Linked DNA regions of Mus musculus: region 1 is linked to region 2. A link is a contact called in public HiChIP or PLAC-seq data. All regions are on one chromosome and are shown on one strand. Each heading gives the region's core, a stretch centred on a gene start, on an enhancer-like site or on the middle of the called end of the contact. The rest is flanking DNA. Distances are from core to core; before and after follow the strand shown.

Evidence for each region. HiChIP or PLAC-seq counts read pairs in DNA pulled down with a chosen protein or histone mark.
Region 1: a CTCF HiChIP or PLAC-seq map of CD8 T cells shows a contact between it and region 2, with 6 read pairs. The contact joins the enhancer-like site here to the promoter of Tmem160 in region 2. A contact is called at or near these places in 7 of 15 datasets of contacts at CTCF or cohesin (CD8 T cells, the G1E-ER4 cell line, the NIH/3T3 cell line and 3 more), 69 of 484 Hi-C or Micro-C datasets (the AML12 cell line, B cells, CD8 T cells and 36 more) and 7 of 115 datasets of contacts at active chromatin or transcription factors (the SCID.adh cell line, astrocytes, double positive thymocytes and 1 more).

What each region holds. Positions count from the first base shown.
Region 1 is chr7:16,492,195-16,496,172 of GRCm38.p6, forward strand. Arhgap35 (Rho GTPase activating protein 35) reads right to left here. Exons shown (of 7, transcript NM_172739.4): 7 at 2,279-3,978. Among named protein-coding and RNA genes, the nearest start is that of Npas1, 17 kb to the left of the region's middle. Within about 2 kb of position 1,382, at least 10 of the 459 cell types and tissues checked have an H3K27ac peak or open chromatin away from gene starts, as enhancers often do. A contact at or near this core is called in CD8 T cells, the SCID.adh cell line and double positive thymocytes, where this site is marked.
Region 2 is chr7:16,450,945-16,454,658 of GRCm38.p6, forward strand. It overlaps Tmem160 (transmembrane protein 160), which reads left to right and starts at 1,835. Exons shown (of 3, transcript NM_026938.1): 1 at 1,835-2,226; 2 at 3,177-3,269. The coding sequence starts at 2,019.

The DNA of each region.
Region 1 (3,978 bases), core at 132-2,631, 41 kb after region 2:
TCTCATTATTGATGTTTTTTAGTGATTTTGAGATGAGGTCTCAAAGTGTACCTTAAACTCATAATCCACCTGCCTCAGCTTTTTAAAAACGTGTGCTCATTTTACATGCATTGGTGTTTTGCCTGCCTTCTGTGTGAGGGTGTCAGATCTTGGAGTTACGATTTTGAGCTGCCATATGTGTGGGTGCTGGGAATTGGGCCCAGATCCTCTGGAAGACCAGTGTTCTTAACTGCTGAGCCATCTCTCTGTCCTGCACCCCACCCACCTCAGGTTTTGATTGTGGGGACTATAGGCATGCCTATAGACTATAGGCACACTTGGCTTAATATTTTGTCCCTTTTTGCCCTGAGGACCGAACACATAGCCTTCTGCCTGTGCATGCTAGGCAAACTCTACCACTGATCCACACCCACCTCCCTTTACGTTTTGTGAGATAATCTTGCTAAACCTTTAATTCCTTGGTGGCTCAAGCAGGCCTGAAAAGGGAAATTCTCCTGCCTTAGCCTGAGTAGCTACTATGATTGGCCTGTAACACCAGGTTTGGCTGCCTTTCATGGATTTACTATTAGGTGCATGTACATATAAGTACAGGGATTGATGGAGGACAGAAGCGTTGCAATCAGTAGTTAGCCTGTGTAGGTGCTGGTAACGGAATTCAGATCCCTGCAAGAGCAGTATATGCTGTTAACTGAGTCACTTCCTCAGGGAGAGCTTAAAGAGCGACCCACTGGTCACACAGCTGTGACAGCATCTGATAATTCCACTGAGAAGTGGGCTCTGGGCAGGCAGAGCTGTGCCTGTGGCTGTGCTTCCTGGAGCCCGGCACAGAGCACATGCTCTGGGATTCTGAATTAAATGAGTGGAGACAATCTAATGCCAAGTTAAGTACACTTCAGAGCTTCCTAGTCATGGGGTGGGGAGTAGCCTATCTGCAACCCTATTACCTGGGAAGTTGGAGGCAGGAGAATCAGTTCAAGGCTAGCCTCAGCTACATATTGAGGGCTCCTCCAGACTAAACAATAAAAACAAAAGGACAACTGTGGAGGTCCCAGGGATCAAGTCCTCAGGAATTGGTGGCAAGTACTTTTACCCAACGTGCCACTGCACCAGCCTAGAATCAGGTGACGACATTCTGGCTGGGCATAGGAGAGTCACAGATGTGCCCACTAGAACTCTAGACTCATGTGAGTGGTAGCTTACACCTGTAATCTCAGCACTCAGGAAGCTGATTCAGGATTGTACCAAGTATAGGAACACTCTGGGCTATACATTAGTACCATCTTGGGGTGGAGTTGGCTTAGTGGCTAAAGGTGCATGCTGTTTATATAGAGGACCAGAATTCTCTTCCCAGCTCACAACTAGTAACCCCTGTTCCAGGAGATCCTATGCCCTCTGCTGGCCTCCACAGGCACTGCATTTACCCACAAAAACACATTCATATAAAACTATGTTTCAAAAAACAAACAAAAAACCACAAAAAACTGAATAGGGGATGGAGAGATGGCTCAGAGATTGAGAGCTTGCTGCTTTTGCAGAGGACCCAAGTTCGGTTTATTGGGCGGCTCACAACTGCCTCTAACTCACACATAGGAGGCCAGCCAGGGTTACATGGAGAAACCTGAAGCAAAACAAAACAAAACAAAACTCAGGAGGAGGTGGAGGAGGAGGAGGTAGGTAGGTAGGCTTGAAGTTTGAGGCTGCCTGGAGTTTTTTCCCCATCCATGGTGGTGCTGTGATAGACATCCTGTATGAGGAACTTCTAGGCCCCTGCCATAGGGAAGGAAGGGTCAAGGGAGGTCAGGTTAAGCGTGCATGTGGGGATCCATCAGAATCTCAGCAGGCCTGAGTTACAGTATTCTAGAGCACTGGAATGGAGGCAGAGGAAAGAGCACTTGCCACCATCTGGGATCCAGATGATGGGATGATCCTACTTCACCAAGGTGTTCTTTGATGGGCCTTCGTGATAGCCATGTGCCCACACTCACAACCACTCAAACTTCCTTACACAGATGTTTAAAACCAGCTGTCTCAGCACACCTGGTCCTAGGACTACATGTGTGCACCACAGTTACTCTTTCAGTATTTTCAGGGGTGGTGGAAATGTTTTTGCTGTGGCTTCTTTAGGTGGCTAGCCTTCTCACTTCTTACAACTTTCCAAAGCTTCTGGCCATCTGCAGTTCTCCGACTTCTGTCCTCTCAACACGGCTGCAGAGGATGAGGGGTAGGACTGTCCCCACTTGGCCCCAGGCTGCTGTGGAGACTGCGGCCCTTCATTTCTCTCAGGCCTGTTTTTATTTATGGTTTTTTTTTTTACAAGATTGATTTATTAACTATGATACATATCACATAAGGCCTTTTCTGTCTTTTTTTCTTTTTTAACACCATTCCCATTGAGACAAGTACAATACTTTGTAGCAAATACATAATCTTAAAAAACAAAACCAAACAAAAACACTTCTGTCAGAGATGTCTTGGCTGCCAGGATGGCTGCCCATGCACTAAACAGGCTGGAGCCTCAGAAACCCATGACGTATTTAAAAAAAAAAAAAAAAAAAAAAAAAAGCTTGGAAATGAAGCAGACATTCCTAACAGCAACTAGAGAGGTCCTGGTTTGAGCCCCCATGATACAGGAAATCATCGTTACACTTGCTTTACAGACAGGTTTCCACTTTTGCTGCGAAACATAAGTTTGGGCACACGGCCAGACTACTAACACACTTCAATACCATTAATGTTTCTGTTTGTTTTCAGGAAACTCAAAATATTTGTTAATCCAACACATATAAAGATCATTTAACATAGAAAATACAAGTACCAGAAAAATAAGCTGACAGCAGCACTATTCCAAATTTTCAAACAAGTTTTATTCCCATACAATCCCAAGACTTTTCCTTTGCTTAAAATGTACACAGGGAACATGATTCTTTAATGTGAACAATAACTTATGTCCTGGCTCCACTACTTGGGTGGCTTCATGGTTGGGTAATAGTGCCTCTAGCCTTAGCCTCTCTACAGTGTCCCTGGCTGCTGCAGTCCTAGAGTGACCCAGTCCATCCCCTGCCCTCCCCATGCACACTGGCAGTGGATGTGGAATGGAGAACCACTTTCTTCCACCTGCCATCTGTAGATGACTTTAGGAGATGAGGATTGTAGTTGGCCCACTGCTAAGGCTATGGGTCTGGGGGCAGAGCACAAGGTACCCTGTAGGGTCCTCACTTAGGGGATGCAGGTCTTCAGGGATTCCTCCCACTAGACCAGGGGTACAGACCACAGAAGGGTTCACCCCACCCCTCTGGCCTACAAGTTGCTTTTATGTCATTCCATGTAGTGGTAGAGACAGTGTGAAGGTTCTAAGACCGTCTGCTAGTGCTGCTGTCTGCCTTGGCTGGGGAAAATGGAGAGTGTGGGGTCAGACAGAGCTCCAGACCTTTCCATATCCCTTAAAAGGTAGAGATGAGAAGGTGGGACAGTGCAGACAGAATGCATACTACCCAATGTGAAACACAAAACCCAGCCCGTGGTGATGTTGGGTGGTGACAGGCTATGGTCACCTCCAGGGCTTTCTGGGAAGGGCAGTAGCTGACCTGGCCACCCACTCAAGCCTGATTGTTCTGACTTCTGTGGTTGCCTTGTCATGGGTGGGAAGGACACTCAGAGTGCCTGAAAAGGGAGGTGCACCAGCCTGGTGTCCACAAAGTGAGGCCCAAGCAGGGCTCTACTAATCGCGTGCCTGCCTCTGCCTGCCACCCACTGCCAACATAATAGGCACATGCAGCAGCCTCCCCTGGTTCATAACTGTTCACAGCAGGATGGCTCCACTTCCATCTCTACAAAGGACCAACACAGAAGCTACTGAATGGAAGCCATTCCAATAGCTGAGGCTTGGGGCATGAAGTCAGGGCAGGGGACCAACTGCAACCTTAGCGGACACTACACACATTGTATGTTCCTATTGACTCCAGGCCCACAACATCCAAC
Region 2 (3,714 bases), core at 585-3,084:
GTGTGTGTGTGTATGTGTGAGTGTGTGTGTGAGTGTGTATATGTGTGTGTGAGTGTATGTGTGTGTGAGTGTGTATATATGAGTGTGTGTGTGTGAGTGTGTGTGTGTGTGTGTGTGTGTGTGTGTGTGTGTGTGTGTGTGTTTATATCCAAATTGTCCTGGTTTTACCTCTATGAAGTCCGTTTCCTCATAGACTCCTGGCTTGGTGCTGCAGTACTGAATACCAGGGTTCTTCTCATTGGCAACCATATTAGCCAATCGACAGCCCTTACAGTTTTTAACAATTTCAGCTGTTTTCAGACTGGCATCTTTAATTATGATGAGGGACTGGTAGACTAAGTCCTGCATTCTCTGGCATCCTATGTGTGAAGAACATTGAATCTTTTTCAGTATGCGTATACCCATTTTCTCTGGTACAATTAGTTTGTGATCAGCTAGCTGTCCTCCATCATCTCTTAGGACACTGAGACATGGACAGGGTTTTGGCTCAGATCACATCTTCTGTCTGATCAGAGAGTATGAGGTTTCCTGGGTCTAGGGCAATCAAGGACATGAGGAGCCCAATTTTTAGGGTCACTCACTGGGCTGTCTCACTGCCCTCTGGGACGGAGTTTAGTCTGTCCTTCTGCCGCCAGAAGGCCTCTCTCTATATAAATAGTCCCATAGATATCAGCAGTAGCAAAGGCACACTGGCTATCTGTGTCTCTTGTCTTTTCTCAGCTGTAACGCCTTGGTCAGAGCTGCCACCAGTTCAGCTTTGTGGGTTGATACTCCTGTCCGGAGTGGCTCTGCACATATGATCTGAGCAGTCATGCAGAGGCCCACCGATCAAGGTCAGGGTCAGGCAGCAGGGCAGCTGAAAAGTCATCCTGGGGCATTCAAGAAGAGAGGCTGGTAATGAGTCACCCTGGCGTCATCTTTAACCAGGAGGCCATTGCTGCACTGGTGTATACACAAGGTGGGGGTCGGCTTCTGGCAATTGGTGACAGATTGGCCATTGTCTGATGCCAAGGCCCTGAGTCCCCTGGCTCTAGGGAGGTCACCTGTAGTTAGCAAAGTAAAGCCTTCTTAGAGGAGGCACAATAGTCCGAACTTTTCAGGGCCCCTAAGAGGTCTTGGTTGTTTCTTTTGTTTCTGTTGCCACTGAAAGTCACTTATAAACTGATGAGGAGACTTTACCTTCAGGTTTTAGCAAGGCAGAAAGTTCAACTTTATTATCTACAAACAAGTTGTTGGGTTCCCTTTCACCTTTAGGGCTGCCCTGGGCTTGGGAGGGGCACCTTTGATCTTTAGCCCCCTCCCTCTTATCTCCTTCTCCTGAGACTATCTGTTTTAGGCATTTCTTATGTGTCCCGTGGTTTGGCTGTGGCTGCTATCAAGATCTTTGCCAGGTCTTGAGTCTGTTGCTTCTGTCCCCTCCTCTGCTTCTCCTCTGCAGTCTCTCTTCTGTTAAATACTCTCTCGGCCACTCTCACTAAGTTTGAGTCCCAGTACCGGTAATAACGTTTTGGAAAGAATCTAAGTAAAGACAGGAATGAATTTCCAGAAATGACATCTTATTAAAATCTGCATAGAAGAAAAACTGAAGAGGAATACAACAAAATAGTTATGTGTCCTCTTTAGTGAGGTAACTGGTAGTTGTTTCCGTGAGTTCACCACAGTTTTGCAACTAGTCTAAGCAACTAGTACAAGTTTTGTTTCCTGGCTGTTGAGAGCATTAACTTTTTTGAAACTACAAGTCCCAGCAGATATTCCGCCGCACCCTTCTGCAGGTCGAACTGCCTGCCGTACATTGATCTCTGGGATTTGTAGTCTGATGATAAAAATAAGGTGGGTCACACACTACCGGCACATATAACTGAAGTGGAGACACAGCCAGATACACCAATAGGTATTGCGTTCCGGGATAGAGTTGCGGGCAGATCACCAATGGTTGTGTCGCTCCTCATGAGTGATGTGACCTCCAGCCTACAGTAGGCCCGTGGGGCGGAGCTGGTGTCGCGGCCCCATTGCGAGCCATGGGAGGCGGCTGGTGGTGGGCTCGGGTCGCGCGCCTGGCCCGCCTGCGCTTCCGGGGGTCTCTGCAGCCTCCTCAGCGGCCCCGCAGCGGGGGCGCGCGCGGGTCCTTCGCCCCGGGCCACGGGCCACGCGCGGGAGCGTCGCCGCCTCCAGTGTCCGAGCTGGATCGCGCGGACGCTTGGCTCCTCCGCAAGGCACATGAGACAGGTCAGTGGCAGGGGCCGGGGTCGTTCGCGCTACAAGGAGAGGGGTTTCAATGTGCACGTGGGAGTGGGTGGCCAGAGTAAGGCAAGCATCTGCTGGGAACAGGGCCTGTGCTCAGCGGGGGCAGCTTCCTCATGTGAGCGCAGGGAACCGGTGTTGGGGGTTGGAGATTTTGCAGCCTGGCCGCATAGGACACCATCTTTCGGGTCCTGGCTAAAGGGGTACAGCAGGGATTAGTGGGGGTGGGGAGGAGGCTACGGTTAGGAAGAAGTAGTTGGCAGCACCACACTGCCTAGGTGAGAGACCGTTCCAGAGGCAGCTGGGAGGGAACAAGTTGCTTGAGACAGGGGTATCCGTTAGGATTACAGACAGAGGGGACCACTTGGAATAAAACAAGAGTGTGGCTACCCGCAGAAGATGGGGAAGTTCCGGATTGGACCAGCGTGTAACCAATGGTAGAGAAGGTGGCTGCTGATTGGAGGGAGAGGTGATCTAGACTGCAGAGGGAGGAATCTCAAACGAGGCAATGAGTTGAGAGATTGGAGCTGGTCTGGTGTTGAATGGGGCTAGTAGTGGGAACAGCCTTTTGGCAGCACTCAGGTACTTGAGTGGTGGGGAGGTGTGGACGCAAGGATGAGGCCATGCTAGGTAGGAGCGGTTACCACACAGGGGAAGGGACAGGCTGGAGAAGTTTGTCCCAGAGGTCTGAGGGAGAGAGGGAAGACCGCAGGATGCACAAGGGAAGACTTGGGAAGACTTTCTATCCTCAAACTTCAATTCGTGCTCTAGATTTTGAACGTCTGGGACAGAAGGGTAAAGGAATGGGACTTGCATGGGGCTTCCCGGAAGGGATCCGCATCTAGAATACTTTTGTCTTGTGGCTGAATAGGGTGAGAGGGGATCTAGGAAGCAGGGCTTGCTGATGCAGAGCTCCATCCCCCAACTCCCCGCAGCTTTTCTCTCCTGGTTCCGAAATGGACTTCTGTCATCCGGCATTGGGGTCATCTCCTTCATGCAGAGTGACATGGGCCGGGAAGCTGCCTATGGTGAGTACAGACCATCCCTATGGGAAATGGGCCCCTCCCCCTTTTCCTCCAGTTCTGAGTCCTCCTACCCTAACAGTTGGAAAAGGAGAGCACTCCCTCCATTTTCTCTTGCCTCACTAGTTACATCTCCTCTTACACCTCCTTCATCGGCATTGTGAGGAGTCCACCAGACAGTTTCCAAGTAGCCTTGACTTATGTGGACACCTTTGTTTATACCCCAGACCAGCCCCTTTGGATATTGAATTTCTCCTCCAAGTCTCACATACTTCCTTTTACAAAGTCTCATGTATTTGAGTCCTTGTCTGCCTTTATTTGTTTGTTTGTTTGTTTATGTATTGCTATAACGGGAAGGAAAGCAGCCTACTAGTTAAGTGCTGTGTCACTGAGCTACACATCGCCATCCTTCCACTGGAATTTTTTAGCCAAGTGCTCTACCTTTGAGCCA